5 separate regions of the Sus scrofa genome follow, and all the other regions are linked to region 1. Evidence: chromatin contacts called from public Hi-C, HiChIP or PLAC-seq and promoter capture Hi-C data. All regions are on one chromosome and are shown on one strand. The core of a region is the stretch at or near the end of the contact, and the rest is flanking DNA. Distances in the headings are between cores, read along the strand shown. Region 1 holds the start of ATL1 (atlastin-1). Region 2 holds the start of L2HGDH (L-2-hydroxyglutarate dehydrogenase, mitochondrial). Region 3 overlaps CDKL1 (cyclin-dependent kinase-like 1). Region 4 overlaps CDKL1 (cyclin-dependent kinase-like 1). Region 5 holds the start of CDKL1 (cyclin-dependent kinase-like 1).

Region 1 (4,088 bases), core at 857-3,356:
ATTTAAAAATTCTAAAGATTCTCTTGGAGTTAGTATAAAGCAACTGTTTTTTTCTTTGCACTGTGGTATAAGTAAAATAATAATTATGGTTGACATTTTTTAACCACCACATAGAATCTCGACTTTTTCCATGCTATCCACCTGTGGGCTGATGGTCAAAGCATGTGGATATGCAATTACTGGCAACATAAAACATCTGCACTCCCGGGTCTTGTTGAAGCCTAGGACCTCAAACTTTTTATGGCCTAACTCATACCAAAATTGTGTTTCGAGAATAACATGCTTAAAGGAAAACATGCTTCAGAAAGACATGTATCCTTGTTTCAAATTGGGAATTCACATTTTCCACTTTATGAAGACTTGTGAAATAAGTTTTTCTAAAGTCTTAGTATCAGGAAAAGATATGCCTCTCTCTCAATCAACTGGTTTACTGTGATCCTCAAAACACTGTAAAATGTTCTGCTTTGGCCAATTTGCTACACTGTTCTGGTATCCTATTTTTCTCTCTTTAACATCATACCTATTTCCTCATTTACTTATTTTTATCTTATGTTGTAGTATGCATTTTCTGTATGTTGCCTCAAATTCTCTGAGGAATAATGGAGATATAAATAAGAATAAGTAAATTTCAGACTAGAAAAAGGATCAATACCTATATGGTCAAAGGAGGAAAAAAAGAGTCTATGACAGTAAACAAGTACTAGGATACCAATAGAACATTTGAAAAGATTTTGAGTCATTGAAGCCAAAAGTATTTGCCCACCAAAACAAGTGCCAAGAAGCTTTGAAAGAAGGAACTGTTCTTCAACAATTTTTTCAATGCAGCAAACACATAGGCTTTGTCCATAGAGCATGTAAGTCTGAGCTTACTTATGTTCCCTAAATAAGTGCTCTTTGTGCATGGAACACAAAAAAATACATATATTCCCTGTACAGCTAAGGTGTGAAGTTAATTTGTACATTACCAAACTGATTACAATGATCAACAATAAGGGATATATTGCCCGAGAATGGAATGAATTGGATGTTCAAAGCTACAGGCCAGCATCTGTGACTTGCTCTTTTGTGATTTTTCAGTCACTAAATGGATTGGTCAAGTGTTAGCTGAATTTTTTTGTTCAAAACCTTCATTGGGCTCTACAAACAAAATCAATCTGGCAACCTTATTTCTACCTTGGAACAAGACTGGAAGTGAAACTACAAAACAGCTTGTGAAATATTCAGCCAAATTACTTCCCTAAACTCCTGTTTCATATTCTGTGCATTGTGAAGTATGTTAAAAAGCCTTTTATATTTGATAACGCCCTTTACAATCTTGTAAAATGCCTTATAAACACTTTCTCAGGTGTCGGATGCAAAACCCTACCCTCTTCAAGCTGCAGATAAGGATGTGGAGATATTGCCAAATAGGATGTCTTTTTTGTCCCAGATCACATACTGAGTAAGTGGTAGAGTCAGAACCAGGTTGTGGTCCCTGATTTTCAGCTGCTGCAGAACTCCCGACCCAATTAAAGGAACAATACCTGCGCTGAGACACTGCGTGTGCCCAACAGGGATAAGAACCACATAGACTTCCTAGGAATTCCGACTTTCGGAAATGTCTTGGGAAAACTTAGTGGAAGACAGGTTGCGCAGGTGTGCAGTGCAGCCTCAAACTGGTACCACTGGGAATGGTTTGCAAAACAGGAAGGTGCAGTTGGGTGTGCCGCGACTTAGTTAATCTGGCACTCCCCCACCTCCCTCCCGGGCGCCCCATTGCCAGATTACTTCTGGCTCAGTGCCCTCAACGAACCATTTTCTCAACTGGGAGGGCTGCGTTCCCATCGCCCTCGTGCCCACCCTACTACTCTACCCGCCACCCTCCAGGTTTACCTGACAAAGCTGGGAGCGGTTTAGCGGAGGCGCGTCAGCCCAAGAATGCCCGGGGGCGTCCGTGACCCCCAGAGTGGGGAGCAGAGCCCGGCTCAGGAAAGGACGCTCCGGGCCAGGGGGGCGCGGCGGCCCGGCCGGGAGAGTGTCGTGTCCCGAGCAGGCCTCAGGGCGGCACTCTGGTCTCGCGGCCGGCGCGCTCGGGCGGGACGCTGGGCGCCGACCCACGCTGGCCGGGAACGTGTCTCCCGGTGACGCAGCCCCGGGTGGGGAACGTGGTGCGGCGGCGGCGGCGACGGTACGCGCCTCCGCCGCCCGCGAGAGGACGTGCGGTGCAGCGAAAGGCAGCGGCGGCAGCACAGCTGGACTTGGAGGGCCGGCGGGCGCCGGGAATCAAGACGCAGGCGCCGGCGGGGAAGTAGGTCCTGGGCGCGGCGCTCAACAAAGAGCGGGGCCGCCCCCCTCAGGTACCGAGCCGGCCCCGGGCCCCGGCGGGCGGGCAGAATCCGGCCCGACAGTTCGCGGGCGGTCAGGGAGGGGGAAGGGCCGCGGCCGGAACACGGCAGCGGCGGGGCGCTGGGGACCCCTTCCAGGCCCGCTGGTAGCGGCTCCCGCTGGGGCGGAAAGGACGGGACTGGGCCGCTCGGGGTTGCAGCCTCTGCTCGTCCCTCGTGCAGGCGGAGCTGCGGGCAGAGGCTCCATGTTGGGAAGCGGCGCCGCTCGTCCTCGTTAGCGGGAATCGGGGCGCCGCGGGCACAGCCGGCGGGGGCCGGGCCCTGAACGAAGATGGAGGCCCCTCTGCGGCCTGCCGCGGACATCCTGAGGCGGAACCCGCAGCAAGACTACGAGCTCGTTCAGAGGGTCGGCAGCGGCACCTACGGGGACGTCTATAAGGTGAGGCAGGCCAGGCTCTTTTCCTGCGGTCCGCTGGCTCCCGGGAATAGGGCCACTTTCTGAGGAAGTGTGAGAAGGAAGGAGGATGCTTTTGTTGTTGCATCTTGGAGATGCCGCGGCCGGGTCCCATTTACTCCATTCGGAGCGCCTTCTAATCCATGCTTGCACTGATCGCTCCAACAAGCAGAACTAACTACACCTTTGCGAACCACCGTTGTACTTTTTTTGTGCGTGTGTGTGGTATAAAGGCTTTTTAATGCTTATTTATGGTATCCAAGAAAGTTCGAATCTGCTTATGGAGTTGCGCTTGAGGATATTCTTGTCTTAACATGGAAAAAATGCTTCCTGGAAGACAGTAGACAAGGAAATATATTGACGTTCTCACATTTTCACAAAAAACTTTTTGATGGATGATGCTGTTTTAAAAAGTCCTTTGAAACCCCAGTCTCTCAATTTTAACTGTAAGTAGTCTAATGCTGGGTCAAAGTGATGTGTGCACAAACATTATCCTATGCAGAACAATGCTTTTCCTGGTAGAAGTTTTGGCATTTGTATCTGATGATGATTTTCTAATTCTTCTTTGGCAATTCCTCTCTCTGGGATTGATAACATCCCATGACCCAGAATAGTTAAGAGCAGCTGTCTTTTTAATTGTGCTCTTTTGCTTTATTTGAGACAAATGATGGGAATGAGTTACTCTTAGTTTGAAAAAAAAAAAAAAAAAAAGTCACAGGCAAGCAAACCCAGTTCCCGAAATCCACCGAGTTCTTGAAGGATCAAGAGGAAAGAGATTGTTTCAGATTGCCTTATGCTTTTTTGTTCTCTGTTCCAAAAAGGGAGCATTAATGTAACTCATATGGGTATGTTAAGGGAACTTGCCTTTGATTTTGCAAAAGCTTTGTTTATTGTATTTGATCATGTCATGTATCCCATTATTCTAAACAACACTCCTGCATATAGCTGAAATAGCCTTGGGTAATTAACCAGAACACTCCTCTGGGGTATGTTGTTTTTGTACAGGTGGTAATATGGAAGGAAAATATCCCTTCTTCCTAACTTCTATTTTTAATATCCTCTCTGTTAATAGTAACAATTCAAGGTTGGGTTATGACAGCTCTAGCACTGTTTGAGTCTGTTGAGATGCACTGTAATGGATAGGCTTTTTATCCTTTAAAACAGCATTTGAATCTTCTGTACTAGACACTGTTCTAGTATGGGATGCTGAATTGTGAGAGGAAGGTTCCAGTTTTTGCCGTGTGAATAATTTTAATTCAGAGTGGGTAATTACAATAATCTTCTTTATATAAAATTAGAGGTAGTTAACT
Region 2 (4,088 bases), core at 561-3,060, 230 kb after region 1:
CAATGGGTGAACTGAAAAAGAGCTTCAATGGGTGAATGGTTAAACATGCTGTGTTATGTCCATACCATGAACTACTACTCAGTAATAAAGAATAAACTATCAATACATGCAACAATTTGGATGGAACTCAAGGGATTACACCGAGTGAAAAAGCCAATTCCAGAAAATTACATACTATATAATTCCATTTATTATAACATTCCTGACATAACAAAACTTTAGAGGGAGAAGAGAAAGGGGAAGAGGGTGTCCCGCCAGCAGAGGGATCCTGGTGGTGATGGCACTGTGCTACAGCTTGACTTGTGGATACAAGAATCTACATACATATGCCATAGAAGTATTCAGAACTACATACATACATGTAAAACGAGGGGTACCTGAATAAGATCCATGGCCTGTGTCGATGTCATTTTCCTGGTTGTGATATTGTATGATCATTTTAGAAGATGTTATCACTTGACTGTTTCTTACAACTACATGGGAATCTACAATTAGCTCAAAATGAAAAATCGAACTAAAAACTATTTCTTTTTTTTTCATTTGTGATGAACGAGCAGGTAACATTCCACAATGTCTTCACAAATAAAGAAAATATGTACAACTGTCCAGGTGATAAAACCATTTAAACATAACAAAAGCCATCATTTTATTGAACACTTTTCTGTGCTAAACATCTGATAAGCCTTATATCATATAATCTGCAAAAAAAGCCCTATGAGGGAGAACTCCTAGTTCACAGAGGAGGTTCTGAGGCGAAGAGGTGAAATGACTTCCCCAAGCTACCTGATTAATAAGTGGAGCCAAATTCAGAGAGGTATCAAGCCCTTCCAGCAATAAGGCTACATCATTCTATTTTCGTTCCCTTCAGCTGTCCTGACCCTAAAGATTAAAAACTTCCATCAAGCATAGGGAGCATAGCGATAAACAGGCATAGCGATACAGAATCACGTAGTTTTACAAAGGTCTTTCAAAGATCACATAGTCCACTTCCTTCATTTTACAGATAAACAGATCTGAAGTGACCTGCACAGGTGAGTCGCTATTCTTAGCCCCGCACAGCATATTTAAAACTGTATCTCGGTCCAGGATTTAAGAAAAGGAAACAGATTGCTAAATAATTATAGAGACCAAGCCCTCTGGTTCACCAAGCCTCTTAATATTTAAAGGACCAATAAATGACTGAAAGAATGACGCGCTAGGAGGCCCATATATAGAAGTCCAGGAAACTGCAGGCTAACAGGCGTTGCCATGACAGACCCTCGGTTCGAATGAAGCTAGGGCGGGGCAGCGAGCGCCCCTACGTGGGTGGGAGACTGCGGTGCCCAGCAAAGGGCCTTGAGTGACGTGGAGAGGGGTTGAGAGGGGGTGGGGCCTCCGGTGCGGGGCGGGGCCTTGAGTGACGCGGGGCTGGGCTTCGAGAGTCGCAGACAGAGGGAGGTTGAGAAGGCGGGGCCTAGAAAAGGGAGGTTGTTGGGCCTGCCCAAACCAAAATTTTTTCCATAATCATCCCCCGACTTTCTCTCGCGGCCCCGAGTCCACTCGGCAGCGAAGTCGAGGACGCGAGAGTCGGCACGCCAGATTTTCAGTCTGCCCAGCTAGGGCAGAAGGGAAAAGGCAGAGCGTAACCACCCCCTAGTCCCGCCCCGCTCGGGGACTAGCTCCTTACTCACAGCGTCGAAGGGAGGGAGGGAGCGAGTGAGCGTCCCTGGCGTCTACGGTAGCGCCGGCCTGCCCTTCGCCCTTTGCCGCGCGCGCCCATTGGCCATTAATGGCGGCTCCCACGTGAGGCAAAGGCGCGCCTCTCATTGGCCCCTGCGCAAGAGGCGGGGCTAGACAGCACTGGGACTTGGGCAGTGCTGGGATCCAGGGCCGCTTCTGGGGCTTGAGGCAGGGTAGGAGTGGGGCACCGGTGATGGTGCCGGCGCTGCGTTACCTGGGCAGCGTCTACGGACGTGCCCGCGGGGCTTTCTCCGGAGGCTTCCTCGCTGCTGGCGCGCCCGCGCCAGGGAACCTCTGGCTGTTGTGCCAAGGTGGCCGCAGAGCCAGCACCAGGTGAGTAGCCGCTGGCCCGCCCCCGCCGCTTGCGCTGCTTCTCTCAGAAGTGCCTGGTGCTGGACCTCTGCCCTTGCTCTGTTTCCCTGTCCTAGGCGCGAGAGAAGGTCGAGATCTTGTGCAGCCCGGGCTCCAACCTCTGATCCCAGGAGCTACCTGCTGGAATCGTTCGTAGTGTCTGTGAGGAAAAGAGTAAGAAAGGCAGTGTTGAGTAGAGGTCAAGAATACTTGAGGCTTTGAATACAAATCCACCACCTCCTAGTCCACTCTGGGAGGGTTACTTAAGCTCCTTAAAGGCTCAGCTGTGAATAGGATCCTAGTCTATTGCGTAGGTGGTCGTTTGCGGGATTAAAGGACCTAGCACACTGTAAACAATCAAATAGGCTGTTTATTCGCTGGCCTCCATGGTTTTACTTGGAAGGTCTGAAACCGGTCTTAAATCAGTTCTTGGCACACACATGCTGCATAGAGTTGCCCCTGTGAGAAGCAGCTCAGTTAGTTGCTAGGCAAACCCTGCAGAATTCAGCATCCTGTGATTCGAAGTTTGGAGACTTTCTCTGCTATCTGTAGAGGGAATGGTTTATGCGAAGGTTTCAAAGCTGGAAAGTTCTTGGTTGTTGAGAGAACTAGAATGTGAGCAAGATCAGTGTGACTGGAGCTTAGAGGAACAGAGACCGTGTGGAGAGGGGCTGCACCACAGCAGGGTTTTTGTGTTAACTATGTATGAAACCTTGTTCTAAGACCGCTAGGAGTCTTTTAGAGGATTTCTAAGAAGTGATTAAATGTTGATGTTTCAAAAGTTGACTCTGGCTGCTATGTATTAGTAGATTGGAGAGGGGTTAGAGTGGAATAGGATTTAGTGATTCATCGTGTGGGTATGTAGACAGTTCTTTTAGGAACTTTTTCTTAAGAGAAGAAAAGTAAGGTGAGTGAAGTTTCATTTATACTTTTTATTTTGAGGTAATTAAAGATCCATAGGAAGTTTAAAAAGAGCAGAGAGTACTCATGTAGCCTTTTTCACCCAATTTACCCCAATAATAACATCTTACATAACTGTAATACAGTATCAAAACTAGGAAATTGACGTTGGTACAATCCATAGACCTTGTTCAGATTTCATCATTTAAATGCACTCATTTGTGTATTTGTGTGTGTTTCTATGCAGTTTAATCACATGTGTTAATTTGGGTAACTGCCACCACAATTAAGAAACAAATGTTCCATCAGTACAGAGATTTTGTTACCCACCCCTTTGTGTTCACACCTCATCTCTCCACCTTTTCTCACCATTGGCAACCACAAATTTTTAGCTCTATGGTTTGGTAATTTTGAGAATGTTATGTAAGTGGAATTACACAATACGTAACCTTTTGAGATTGGCTTTTTTCACACAGCGTAATATCCTTGCAATCAATCCAAGGTGTTGCCTGTGTTGATAGTGGGTTCCATTTAATTGTTGAGTAGCACTCTGTGGTGTTAGATGTATTACACTTTGCTTAACCAGTTGAATGGTATCTGGGCTATTTCCAGTTTTGACTATTATGAATAAAGCTGCTATGAACACATGTACAGATTTTTGTAGGCACATTAAGTTTTCATTTCTCTGCGATAAATTCCAAAGAGTGCAATTGCTAAGACGTGTAGTACGCACAGGTATAGTTTCTGAGGAAACTGCCATGCTCTTTTTCCAGAATGGCTGTACTGTTTTACATTCCTACCAGCAATGTGTGGTTGGTCTAGTTCCTCTCATCCTCATCAATGTTTAGTTATCACTTAAAAAAAAAAAAAAGCCATTCTGAAAGGGGTCTGGTGATACCTTATTGTAGTTTTAGTTTGCATTTCCCTAATGACTGAAGGTACTGAGCGTATTTTCATGTTCTTTATTGCCATCATATCTATTCTTTATGATGAAATGTTTGCTTATATCTTTTGCCTGTTCTCTAAATGACTTGTTTGTTTTTTATGTATATGAGAAATGAGTCCTTTGTCAGCTATATAGTTCACAAATAAGTGTTTTCTCACAATTTATTTGTTGT
Region 3 (4,088 bases), core at 949-3,448, 200 kb after region 1:
TCCCAGTGGTGTCACAGATGTTCCAGGTAGGTGTTCATAAGTACTTGTTGAAATCCCTGTGGGTCTTCATGGTCCCTCCCTGAAGAAGTAGATCTACCTGTTGGTACCTTGTGTCCCTGGAATTCAGCAGTGTTCTGATCACACGTTCTTTACACTTTGGACTCCTGGGATGCCTGACCCATGAGTGAGAAGGCTGTACACTTCACCTAGGATTTTTCACTATTTAGGCTTGTCTTGGTTTACGTCTTTCTATTATTGAGCTGAATTCCATGGCAACACTAAAGAATGTGTCTTTGTTGCTTCTTCTTCTTTTTTTATTAGGGTACCAGAACATCTCGTGAAGAGCATAACTTGGCAGACATTGCAAGCTATAAATTTTTGCCATAAACACAATGTAAGTCTCATGATCTCCCTCTGAGAAATCAAAAGGCTGCCCTTCAGCTGAGGTGGAGCCTTTGCACAAAGTTTTTATCATGCTTTTGTGGACAGAAAATCACTCAAATCTTAAGTCTGGTTGGGATAAGTGGAGGCCAAAAATGCCAACCTAGTGTTTCCTTCCTGTTTAGGTTTTAAAGATGTATTTTTATGATTTTAAGACAGTAGTTATATTTGCACTGATAAGAGATTGTTCAGATTTAAGGCAGAATCCCATTCACTCAGAGCCTGTGTTCATCTGATACCGTCCAGATACTATGGAACTGGGGAGGGGACCCTGGGTGATGCACACCTGTTGAGTTGCAGTAGGTGGAGTCCCAAGTGTCACACACACATGCGCATGTCTGCATTGGTGAGATAGGTGATCCACATCTGCCACAAAGCCACCAGTGGGAGCCTCTTTGATACCAGGCCTGGTGGGAGGCATGGTAGCCCCTTGCCCAGGTGGTGCGGCTTCATAGATACTGGGAAGCCTCCAGCTCTCCCCGGTACAACAGTGCCCACTCCCTGCACACAGAAGCCAGACTCCAGTATCAGAGCTTCGTTTTGGGCACAAGGGCAATTTGACTGCAGTATGTCATCCTAACAACTGCCAGGGGCAGTTTACAGGTGGTGCTGAATCCCCTTCCTTATGCTGTCCTAAGTGATTTTTTTTTCCCTAAAGCTGCTTTCCCAGAAGAAGAAAACCTGAGAGTAGCCAGGACTCCGCTCCTACTGAGCTGCCACCTAACTGAAAGCTACCATCCTCATCCAAGTGCACACATGCCAGGGAGCATGGACACCTTATACGTGTTGCTCTTGTCTGCAAGTAAGGGTTAGCAGCTTTCCTGAGAGCGAAGTTTTAGGATGAGGGAGCAAGAGAGCCATAGAAAGACCCTGGTAGAGAAAAGCAGACTCTAAGAACAAATATATATAACTGCACACTGCAGTTCCCTGGAGAGCCCCGAAGCTGTTTGGCCACATGTGCATGTGGGGAGGGTTTAGAAACTTGTCAAGAATTCCCAGAACAGAATAGGAGCACATTCTTGCTCACAAGTACTTCTGGCCATCTGTCATGATATTCAGGGGTGTATCCATTTATAGTAATATAGGAAGCCAGTGGTTTTTTAAAAAAAAAGTGGAGCTCTCAGGGCCATTACTTGCTGAGAACTAGATAGATAGTAATAAAATAATTCTGAAATCGTCTCCCCACATTTTTCCAGAATAAAAAATACTCTTGGGGAAACACTAACACTGAACTGTCACCCGGAAGGTCCTTTGGAGTGAAAACTAGGCCAGGCACAAGAGGGACCTCTGTACTCTGTCCAGATTCTAGAAAGTCAAGAATAACCCCAGGGTTTCAGCCAAAAGCCAAAGAGGGTCTCTCAGATTGCAAAAAGATCCAGCATTCTTCTCCAGAGAGGAAGACGGTTGGAAGGGAAGATTAACCTGAACAGTATTTTGATCCAACGGTTGTTTTTATGTAATTGTTAATTAGGTTGTTGATTTGTTCCTTGCCAAAAAAACCTTGTAATTTAATAAGAAAATCATGTGGAAGTTCTTAAGCATTCTTGTAACACCATCCTGTTGAAGAATGTCAGCTGGGGTTTGGAAACCACAGGTGATTTGTGTCTAAACTATGGCAGGCTGGAGGCGGCAGTAAGCCAGCTTGATGTATGTGGGATGGAGCTGACATCTAGCAACTCCCCAGAGGGTGAGCACTGCCTACCCTTGTTTATCTTGTGAGGACGAATGTCGGAGCTGGAAGGGAGGTCTCTTGGCAAGCTCCTGCTTCCCTCCCCCTTCTTTTCCCCAGCTTATCTCTGCAGGCCCAGGGCTTGTCCTGTTTACCAGGAGGAATGTGTTCTGTTCTCAGTTAAACAACTGGATCATGAATTCTGCTTATGCACCGACTTGCAGCTTTTGCAACCATGATGCAGGCCTCACCAAGAGCCTTTTAGTATTTTCCCTGTTACCTACAGTAGCCAGATTAAATATTAGACAGACTTATATTAAAAAAATTGTTTGTTGTTTATCTGGCTACCCTACTTTCATTTTTCCTTTCACATTGGTTGGTCCTTTGGGGCCCTAAGGAATTTGGGCTGATTCATACTGTGATGGGTTTGATGCTTATTTTAGGCTGCTGTTTTGTAGACTGTTTTCCAAAAGGCCACTGAGATTCAGATGATTTCTCAAATATCTGATTAAATATTCATGTTTTATTTATCTCATGTATTATAGTTGTTCCTTTATAATCTGCTTTGGTTTGATGTTTATGACTAGTGCATACACAGAGACGTGAAGCCAGAAAACATCCTCATCACAAAACATTCAGTGATTAAGCTTTGTGACTTTGGATTTGCTCGGCTTTTGAGTGAGTATTGAAGTATTCTTTAGGCAAATGTCAGAGGCAGAAAGATTCCTTATGTGATAAAGGACTTAAATGCTATAGAAAACTAGTTCTTATATACTTGGGGCATAAGCTTACTATAAATTATAATTCTGCATGACTTCCTGTTGTGGCTCAGCATTGACAAATGGGACTATTATCCATGAGAATGCAGGTTCGACCCCTGGCTTCACTCAGTGGGTTAAGGATTCGACATTGCTATGAGCTGTGGTGTAGGTCACAGATGCAGCTTGGATTCCACAGTTGCTGTGGCTGTGGTGTAGGTCAGCAGCTGTAGCTCCGATTCAACCCCAGCCTGGGAACTTCCATATGCTGCAGGTGGGGGCCGAAAAAAGCCAAAAAATATATGTATATGATTCTGCAGTTATTGAAAATACGTAGACATATAGTGGTTTAAAAATGTATATTGTATGTAAATTTTACCACTGTAAAGTGCTTATTAAAAAGTGCATTTCCCTCCTGTTTTTTACCTTTTTTTTGCTAAAACAGTACTTTTTAGAAGTATTTTTTTTTTTTTTTGGCTGCTCCCCCGACTTGCAGAAGTTCCCAGGCCAGGGATCAAAACTACGCCACAGCTGTAGCCCAAGCCACAGCAGTGACAATGCCTGATTTTTGAACTGCTGTGCCACCAAGGGAGTCCAGAAGTTCTATTTTAGAAGAATAGTTTTCAACTTTGGCTACAGATTAGAATCATCTGGGAAACTATAAAAACTATACTGGTACCCCTCCAGGAGTTCTGGTTTAATTGGACTGGGGTGGAGCTCTAACATCAGTGATTTTTTTTTTTTTTTTTTTTCCTTTTGAGGGCCACACCTGCAGCATATGGAGGTTCCCAGGCTACGGGTCTAATCGGAGCTACAGCTGCTGGCCTATGCCACAGCCGTAGTAACACCAGATCCGAGCTGTGTCTGTGACCTACACCACAGCTCACGGCAACGCTGGATCCTTAACCCACTGAGCAAGGCCAGGGATCAAACCCGCAACCTCATGGTTCCTAGTTGGATTTGTTTCTGCTGCGCCACAACAGGAACTCCTAGTATCAGTGATTTTTAAAAATACTGTATTCTAAGGGATTTTAATGCGTACCCAGTATTGTAAACCACTGTTTTTTTAAAAATTTATTTTATTGAAACATAGTTGATTTACAATGTTGTGTTAATTTCTGCTGTACTGCAGTGATTCATATACATACACACACACATATACTTTTTTTCGTATTCTTTTCCACTGTGGTTTATCACAGAATAGTAAATATAGTTCCCTA
Region 4 (4,088 bases), core at 1,122-3,621, 180 kb after region 1:
TATATTTCAGATCAGAAAATGTTACTTTAAATCCCTGGGTACTGGAGTTCCCACTGTGGCTTAGCAGGTTAAGAACCCAACTGCAGTGGCTTGAGTCTCATTTATATGTATATATATAGGAGTTCCTGTTGTGGTTCAGTGGAAATGAACCCCACTAGTATTCCTGAAGATTCAGGTTTGATCCCTAGCTCTGCTTAGTGGATTAAGGATCCGGCATTGCCATAAGCTGTGGTGTAGGTTGCAGATGCAGCTCAGATCCCGCATTGTTGTGGCTGTGACATAGACCAGCAGCTGCAGCTCCCGTTTGACCCCCTAGTCTGGGAACTTCCATATGCTGCACCTGAGGCCCTAAAAAAAAAAAAAGAAAGAAAGAAAGAATGTGTGTGTGTGTGTAACTGAATCACTTTGCTGTAGAAAAAAGTTAACACAATTTCGTAAATCAGCTATACTTCGATAAAAATAAATAAAAATTTTAAAATAGTGAAAGAATGATGGTAAAGGGCCACTTTCACTTGGCGTTAGTGTCAGGGAGTGGTCGGGTGTGGTGGGAACTGTGATGAACTCAAGTATTCAGGCCTTATCTAGAGTGGACAGCTGCTTCTCAACCTCAGCTCACCAGTGCCACGGAGATCACAGGCCCAGTATTGCTAGAGCGGCATCATCTTTGAGAGAACTTGAAGACTCGGTAACAGGGTTTTGTTTTGTTTTGTTTCTTCTGGTCACACCCGAAGCATATGGAGGGTCCTGGGCCAGGGATTGAATCTGACCCACAGTTGTGACCTGTGCTACGGCTATGTCGACCCCAGATCCTTTAACCCACTGAGCTGGCTAGGAATCAAACCAGAGCCTCTGCAGTGACTCAAGCTGCTGCAGTCAGCTTCTTAACCCACTGAGCCACTGCAGGAACTCCAGTAATCGGGTTTTAAAGTAACGTTTTCTGATCTGAAATGTTGGCACATAGGTCAAAATTCTTCAAAATGCTAAGGTGAAACACTTGACCCTAGAGGATGTTGAGGCCTGAGCTTATCACAGTGGAGAGGTGGGCAGTGAGGAAGGCTTGATGACAATGTGGAGGAAGCTGCTTGTGAAGCGTATGTACCATCTCAGTTGTGTGGGTGGTGGTGGTGAGGGGGATGGACCGAGTAGAACTCAGGTTAAATTCATCAGGTAAAGACAGAGTTCTTTTTTTAATATCAGAGAAAACGCTTTACTTTGCAGCATGATAGGAAATAACCATATTCAAAACACAGAAAATAAAAAGGAGACCAAAATAAAATAGCAGCAGCAAAGTCAGGAATGTTATATAAGAGAAACTAAATCTGAGTCTGAGCCAGCCCAGGCTTCTAGATATAGAATAACTGAAGGATGGTGACTGGCCTGGGAAGAGGCACTGAGATCCAAGATTGGGCCAGCACTGGTCAGAATGCTGAGGAATAAGACCAGGCCTGATGGAGTTCCCTTGTGGAGCAGTAGGTTATGGATCTGGCATTGTCAATGCAGCGGCTTGGGTCGCTGCTTTGGTGTGGTTCCATCCCTGGCCTGGAAACCTCCATATGCCACTAGCATGGCCAGAAAAATTTTTTTAAAAGACCAGGGCTGGAAGCTTTGGCTTCACATACCCATAAACAGAAAGGAATTATAATGAAAAGAGCTCTGAAATACATCTTTGTAGTATATATGGCAATTTAGTCTATTCTATCAAGACTACTTGTCTGTATAACAAACATGTTGAGTACACCTGTGAACAGTTTATCTGTCATGTTGCTTGGCTCTTCTCATCTAATTCCTCCCAATGCCAATAAAAGAGCCCATTCAGGATTGAGGTAGAAACACCCAAACTTTCCTGACCAAGAGTCTCCATATTGGAGCCATGATGTAGACTTCCAGGCTACTAGTTGCAAACTGGTTTCAGGACCATAGGTTCCCTCGGAGTTCTGCCTCTGAAGTCAGGAGAGAGGGGTAAGGTGGATTGGAATGCTACGTCCACACCACCTGGCTCCTGCTCTCACCCATTGCACCGACACTGCTTCCACCCAGGTCTCACGATCCCCCTTTAGGAAGCTCCTGCCTTCAGGCCCTTCTCAGTCTTCTGGCCACTTGAATTTTCAGCAGCACGGTCACCACTTCCTCCTTCTGCAATGTCTCCATAGTGTCATCCGCCCCCGCCTTGGGCACCTTCTTCCCTTTCCCTTTCTCTGCTTCCTCCTCATCTACTGCATATCAGGGAGCTGGGGTTCCTCGGGACTCTTCTTTCTCACTCACTCATCTGGCCAACCCCTTCTATGCATGGCTTCACTTATACTCATGCCAGCTCCCCAGCTTTTATCTTCAGCTCACACTCTGGCCAAACTGCTGCCTCCACTTGGGTATCTCAGAGTCCCTGTCAACCCATGATGCCAAAACAGTAGTTCCTTCCCTCTAAAACCTGCCCCTCCCCTCAGTGATAGTACCACTATCCACCCATTTTGCAAACCTTTGATCATTCTCAACACACCCCTCTCCTACATCCTTCATGTCCGGTCCATCAGCATATTCTCATTATTCTAATAACAGAGTCTATCTCTGAACAGCGTCTTTCTCCCCATATCCTGCCTCTACTCTGGTCCAAGCTTTCGGCCATCAACAGACTCTTCATTGGTCTCCTCTCATCATATTGCCTCCTCTGAGCCATTCTGTATCCTGCCACCCACATGAGCTTTTAAAAATCTGAATGGTCCGGTATCACATCTTTTAAATTTCCTCCCAGTAGCTTCCCATTGCACTTAGGATAAAGTGTAAATTTCTTAGCATGTTCTGCAAGGCCCTGTAGAACCTGCCTTCTGACTGTCTCACTGACACTGGGTCCATGTGCTTGACCATTAAACCACACTCTCTCGAAGTTCCTTCAGTGACCTGAGTTCCCTCCTGGCTCAGATCCAGGCCTCTGCCAGGAAAGCTGCCACCTTCTACCATGAGGTTGCAGGTTCGGTCCCTGCCCTTGCTCAGTGGGTTAACGATCTGGCATTGCCGTGAGCTGTGGTGTAGGTTGCAGACGCGGCTCGGATCCCGCGTTGCTGTGGCTCTGGCGTAGGCCAGTGGCTACAGCTCCGATTCAACCCCTAGCCTGGGAACCTCCACATGCCGCGGGAGCGGCCCAAAGAAATAGCAAAAAGACAAAAAAAAAAAAAAAAAAAAAGATGTGCTGCATATATATATAAAAAAGAATGAAAAAAGATGTGCTGCATATATATATAAAAAAGAATGAAATAATGCTGTTTGCAACAACATGGATAGACCTAGAGATTATCATGCTAAGTGAAGTTAGAGAAAGACAAATATCATATGATATCACTTATGTATGGAGTCTAATAAAAATGATACAAAATAACTTATTTATAAAAGATAAACACAATTTTCAAAACAAAACTTACAGTTAGGAGTTTCCATTGTGGCACAGTGGAAACGAATCCTACTAGGAACCATGAGGTTGCAGGTTTGATCCCTGGCCTTGCTCAGCAGGTCAAGGATCAGGCATTGCTGTGAGCTATGGTATAGGTCACAGACAAGGCTTGGATCTGGTGTTGCTGTTGCTGTGGCTGTGTCTATGGCTGGCGGCTAGAGCTCCAATTAGATCTCTGGCCTAGGAACCTCCATGTGCTGCAGGTGCAGCCCTAAAAAGACAAAAAGACAAAAAAAATAAATAAATAGAAAATAAACAAAAACTACGGTTAGCATAGGGGAAACTGTGGCAGGGGTGGGGGGAGGAATTAGGGGGATGGGAATAACATATACACACTACTGTATAAAATAGATATTTAACCAGAACCTACTATTTGGCACAGGGAAATCTACTCAATAGTTTATAATAACAGGAAAAAAGAATGGATATATGTATAATTGATTCACTTTGCTTTACATTTGGAACTAATACAATATTGCAAGTCAACTATACTCCAATAAAAATGTTTTTAATGTTGTAAAAATAGTTTGAGAAATAACTTTGCCATACAGTAGAAATGGCACAACATTGCAAATCAGCTATAATTAAAAAATACAAAAAATATGAAATTTAAAAAAACAACAATAATAAAAATAGTTTGAGAAATAAG
Region 5 (4,088 bases), core at 620-3,119, 150 kb after region 1:
AGAAGCAAGTCACTAGGTCAAGCCTACACTGAATGGCAGTGGAGTATACAAAGGCATGACTACCATGAGGTAGGGATCATTAAGGGCCATCTCAGAGGTTGCCTACCACGACCTCTACGAAGAAATCTAGTTAGCATCATACCTAATGGTGCAAGACTGAATGTTTTCCTCCTAAAATCACTAATAAGGATGTCTGCTCTCACCACTTCTATTTGCTACTACACTGGAGGACATACCAAGTGCAATAAGGCAGGAAAAACAAAGAAAAAGCATTCCAGTTACGAAAAACAAAAACTGCTTCTATTTGCAGATGACATGATTGTCCAAAAAAAAAAAAAAAAACCACAAGGAACTTAAAAAACCCTTCTAGAATCTATAAGTGAGAAAACATACAGGTGGCAAATTAGCATTTGAAAAACTGCTCAATGTTAGTCATTAGGGAAATGCAAATTAAAATCACAAGTGACCATCATCCACTTATTAGAACGGCTGAATCAAAAGAACTGAATACCGGAGTTCCTGTAGTGGCGCAGTGGTTAACAAATCCGACTAGGAACCATGAGGTTGTGGGTTCGGTCCCTGCCCTTGCTCAGTGGGTTAACGATCAGGTGTTGCTGTGAGCTGTGGTGTAGGTCGCAGACTCGGCTCGTATCCCGCGTTGCTGTGGCTCTGGCGTAGGCTGGCAGCTACAGCTCCGATTCGACCCCTAGGCTGGGAACCTCCATATGCCGTGGGAGCAGCCCAAGAAATAGCAAAAAGACAAAAAAAAAAAAAAAAAAAAAAAAAAAACTGAATACCAATTGCTGGCAAAGACACAGAGTAATTGGAACATTGTGGGCAGGAATGTAAAATGGTAGTTACTTTGGAAAACATTTTAGCAGTCATTTACAATAACATATACTTAACATATGACCCAGCAGTACTCCTCCTAAGTATTATCTTCCCAAGAGAAACAAAAACATATGTTCAAACCAAAGACCATGCATGAATGTTTAGAGTGGCTTAGTTTATACTCTCCAAAGCTGGAAACAACTCAAATGTTCTTCAATTGGGGTTAACAAACTATGGCTTATCCATACAGTGGAATACTACTCACTAATAAAAAGTAACAAACTGCTGATAAATGCAGCAACGTGGATGAATCTCCAATACATTATATTGAATGAAAGCTGCTTAGCCTCAAAAGGCTACATAATATATATTTCCATTTATATGACATCTGGAAGAGGCATAAAAACAGAAAACACATGAGTGGTTGCTGTTTAGAAACAATTTCTGGGAGGTTCACAGACCACCTTTAGCCCATCCCTGGACCCCATCTATATGCCACTCCATTTTCAAAGCAGCCACCAATCTCTCTCCTTCCACCTTCATCCTGAACCCTATCTTGATTTACATTTAGTGGTATTCTGCTTGGCACAGGACTGGTACTTGTGTCATAGGCGGTATGCTAATTTTCCCTCCTCAGGTATTGCTTCTAGGGCTAACATCATCTCAGTGCTAGGCATATGTAACAAGACAGAAGATAAAGTTTTGAGGCAATCTGCCCAGAGACAAATTACCTTATTTCACGATTTCCCCAGGTCCATTAACTTTCCACCATTGTGCTCAGACCTGACAAGTAGAAGCCAGTTGGGAGAAGGATGGAAATGTGGAACAGAAAACAGGGCAGGCTCCGTAAGCCTCTATTTCTCACATTATAAATCTCAGCTACAGTGCAAGTCAGCGGTCAAGGACCATATCCCCTCTGCCCCCACTCCTCCACCCAAGCTAGTGGGGGATAATTTCTGACTTTAACCAGTTTTACTCATCTTACCGCCCTCTTCCTCTTTTCCTCTCTCCCTTTTTTCCATTCATTCCTTTCTGGCGGCTACCGCATTGAGGTAGAAACTGCCTTCAAGGCGTTTACAGTCTGGTAGAGAATACCGGCGAGTAATCAGTTACACCGCAGCGAGGTACAGGCCGCGGGGAGGGGGGGGGGGGGCCTCCTGGCGCAGGCGTCTTCCCAGCCGACTTTGCCAGAGCTGCTTTCTCCACAACCTGCTGGAGTTTGCAATCTGAAGGCCTTCTCTCCCCGGCTGAGGAACTAGCAGGGACCCCTGCCCACGTTCAGAACAGCTCCTCCAGCGCGGCAAGGGCCGTCCACGCGGGCCCTCCGCCGTGGCCAAGATCGTGGCCGCTCCGGGAGGGAAGCCGGGGCGCGGCGGTCCCGCACAGGCCAGCCCGGGGCGGAGGCCCGTTCCCATAGGGATCGCGGGCGGGCCGGCGGCCACCCAGCCGGGGGAGAGTCTGCGAGGCGGGAGCGAGGTCAGGCCCGGCAGCCGCGGCGCTGTGAGTCCCGGGCGAGGAGGGAGACGCGAGCCCGGGCGCCACGTGGCGCCGTTCGAGGCTGCGCGGCGCGGGCCGGGACGCGGGTGGGAAGCCGGGAGGCGCTGGGGGCTTTTCTCAGTTGCGGCGGGGCGGAAGAGGTGGCCCGGGAGGCGGAGGGACCGCGCGGCCCGGCTCCTCGCTGGGCTCCGGACCAGCCCCGGGAGGTGCGGGGCTGTTGGGCGCGGGGCGAGCGCCTTGCCGGGCTCTCCCCCGTCCCGCCCGTCCTCGCCGCGCCCCGTCCTACTTACCCCGCCCCGCCCCCGGGGAGCAGGGAGGTGTCTTCTTGCCGAAGGGAAATGAGACCCGATATTAGAACCAGGGAAGCCCTTAGCGGTCCTGGCCCTCCAGCCAGCTCAGGTGTCTTAGATCGGATAAACTTAACATTAAAAAAGATAGATTGTCTTACAACTCGATTCGTTTTGGGATGGCAGGTTACATTTTAACTTGCAGGGTATATAACAGACGATTAAACTTTGGGTTACCGGAGGCCGCTAACTCTCATCCTTGATCGAGTGGCCACGGCTGAGAGAAGAGGCTTTAAGGGAATGGGTCAATTCTTAATTCTTTAGTAAGTGCTGTTGTTCTGTTCTAGGTCCTTGACAAAGACCCATCGTTGAGTGGGGCACTAGTGCAAGCTTCATGCTGATATTTTATCAGCGACATTGTCAAACTATGTGAAGATTCATTTTAAGAAGATTTATTTATCTGTGATGGAGAAGTATGAAAAAATTGGGAAAATAGGCGAAGGATCCTATGGAGTTGTTTTCAAATGCAGAAATAGAGACACGGGTCAGATTGTGGCCATCAAGAGGTTTTTGGAATCCGAAGATGACCCTGTGATAAAGAAAATCGCCCTTCGAGAAATCCGCATGCTAAAGGTAATGACTTCTGAATTTTCAGACACTAAAAAAAAATTTAAAAAAAAATTAAAGTGGGTCATGTTATATGAAATAAATGCCCTATGATGCCATTACACCTCCTTCCTTCATGGATTTTTGTCCCCCATGACACAAATGGGACGTCTGTGCAGGAGTCACAAATTATATAATGAATTAAAGCAGAGCCATAAGTGCAGGGAAAGGTGGTATTCACTTTCAGAGAGGCTATGGGATAGTTTATTTTTCTTCCCAGTAGCTTTTTTTCCCCATGTCACCTGTAGATCTGGTTCTTGTAGAGCCATCAATTTTGATAGCACTGGAATTTTCCACACCTCCAGTCAGCCAGCATGCATGATTTTTAAACTTCTAGGCTGTCTTCTGTGGGTATTCTCAGTCCATGAAAAGCATACATCATGCACCTGTTTTCAGATTGTTAGGAAGCGGACAGATTTTCCTTATGCCTCAGTTTATCTACTGTTGAGCATCATAATGTCTTGTCTCTAGAAGAAGGATTTTTCTCAAAGAAGTGAAATGATGGCTTTAAAAAATGTTTATTTAGTTAATTCTGGGAGACTGATATGGGAGGGAGGGGTATTGTTTATTTGAAGCTGAAAGTTTTGCTTGTTTGTTTGTTTGTTTGTTTTCCTGGAATGGAAATTAAGAAGGAAAAGTATGGTTCCTTCTTTTCTGAATTTCTGTGAAGATGAAACCCAAATCCAAACCTGGGTAGAATGTGACATATAATCAACACAGTGTGGGTTAACTTTCAACAGACTTTCACAGTGGGGGTTGGCCTCAAACAGTTAGAGCCTCTGTGTTCTGACAGGTATAACTTAGTAT

Evidence for each region. Promoter capture Hi-C pulls out the DNA fragments that hold promoters and counts their contacts. Hi-C and Micro-C count contacts between places; a contact is called where the count stands out from the background. HiChIP or PLAC-seq counts read pairs in DNA pulled down with a chosen protein or histone mark.
Region 2: a Hi-C map of brain shows a contact between it and region 1, with 15 times the contacts expected there. The contact joins the promoter of L2HGDH here to the promoter of ATL1 in region 1. A contact is called at or near these places in 1 of 5 promoter capture datasets (fetal liver), 19 of 47 Hi-C or Micro-C datasets (alveolar macrophages, blood, brain and 10 more) and 2 of 2 datasets of contacts at active chromatin or transcription factors (alveolar macrophages and skeletal muscle).
Region 3: a contact with region 1 is called in an H3K27ac HiChIP or PLAC-seq map of skeletal muscle. The contact joins the enhancer-like site here to the promoter of ATL1 in region 1. A contact is called at or near these places in 1 of 5 promoter capture datasets (liver), 13 of 47 Hi-C or Micro-C datasets (embryonic fibroblasts, fetal liver, fetal skeletal muscle and 7 more) and 1 of 2 datasets of contacts at active chromatin or transcription factors (skeletal muscle).
Region 4: a Hi-C map of fetal liver shows a contact between it and region 1, with 2.1 times the contacts expected there. The contact joins the enhancer-like site here to the promoter of ATL1 in region 1. A contact is called at or near these places in 1 of 5 promoter capture datasets (fetal liver), 2 of 47 Hi-C or Micro-C datasets (fetal liver and retroperitoneal adipose tissue) and 2 of 2 datasets of contacts at active chromatin or transcription factors (alveolar macrophages and skeletal muscle).
Region 5: a contact with region 1 is called in a promoter capture Hi-C map of fetal liver, with 4 times the contacts expected there. The contact joins the promoter of CDKL1 here to the promoter of ATL1 in region 1. A contact is called at or near these places in 2 of 5 promoter capture datasets (fetal liver and liver), 2 of 47 Hi-C or Micro-C datasets (fetal liver and fibroblasts) and 1 of 2 datasets of contacts at active chromatin or transcription factors (skeletal muscle).

What each region holds. Positions count from the first base shown.
Region 1 is chr1:180,297,452-180,301,539 of Sscrofa11.1, reverse strand. It overlaps ATL1 (atlastin-1), which reads right to left and starts at 2,106. Exons shown (of 15, transcript XM_021101558.1): 1 at 1,873-2,106. MAP4K5 (mitogen-activated protein kinase kinase kinase kinase 5) reads left to right here and starts at 2,049. Exons shown (of 33, transcript XM_021101533.1): 1 at 2,049-2,336; 2 at 2,547-2,763. The coding sequence starts at 2,656.
Region 2 is chr1:180,066,890-180,070,977 of Sscrofa11.1, reverse strand. It overlaps L2HGDH (L-2-hydroxyglutarate dehydrogenase, mitochondrial), which reads left to right and starts at 1,810. Exons shown (of 10, transcript XM_001926818.5): 1 at 1,810-2,052. The coding sequence starts at 1,913. It overlaps ATP5S (ATP synthase subunit s, mitochondrial), which reads right to left and starts at 1,821. Exons shown (of 5, transcript XM_013993389.2): 1 at 1,671-1,821. The coding sequence starts at 1,806.
Region 3 is chr1:180,094,096-180,098,183 of Sscrofa11.1, reverse strand. It overlaps CDKL1 (cyclin-dependent kinase-like 1), which reads left to right. Exons shown (of 10, transcript XM_021101475.1): 4 at 322-394; 5 at 2,698-2,788. Among named protein-coding and RNA genes, the nearest start is that of L2HGDH, 27 kb to the right of the region's middle. Within about 2 kb of position 2,198, at least 37 of the 83 cell types and tissues checked have an H3K27ac peak or open chromatin away from gene starts, as enhancers often do. A contact at or near this core is called in embryonic fibroblasts, fetal liver, fetal skeletal muscle and 5 more, where this site is marked.
Region 4 is chr1:180,113,629-180,117,716 of Sscrofa11.1, reverse strand. All of the region lies in intron 2 of CDKL1 (cyclin-dependent kinase-like 1), which reads left to right. Among named protein-coding and RNA genes, the nearest start is that of CDKL1, 30 kb to the left of the region's middle. Within about 2 kb of position 2,371, at least 2 of the 83 cell types and tissues checked have an H3K27ac peak or open chromatin away from gene starts, as enhancers often do. A contact at or near this core is called in fetal liver, where this site is marked.
Region 5 is chr1:180,143,632-180,147,719 of Sscrofa11.1, reverse strand. It overlaps CDKL1 (cyclin-dependent kinase-like 1), which reads left to right and starts at 1,869. Exons shown (of 10, transcript XM_021101475.1): 1 at 1,869-1,955; 2 at 2,963-3,248. The coding sequence starts at 3,081. LOC110262144 (a long non-coding RNA gene) reads right to left here and starts at 2,707. Exons shown (of 4, transcript XR_002346745.1): 1 at 2,619-2,707; 2 at 1,563-1,912.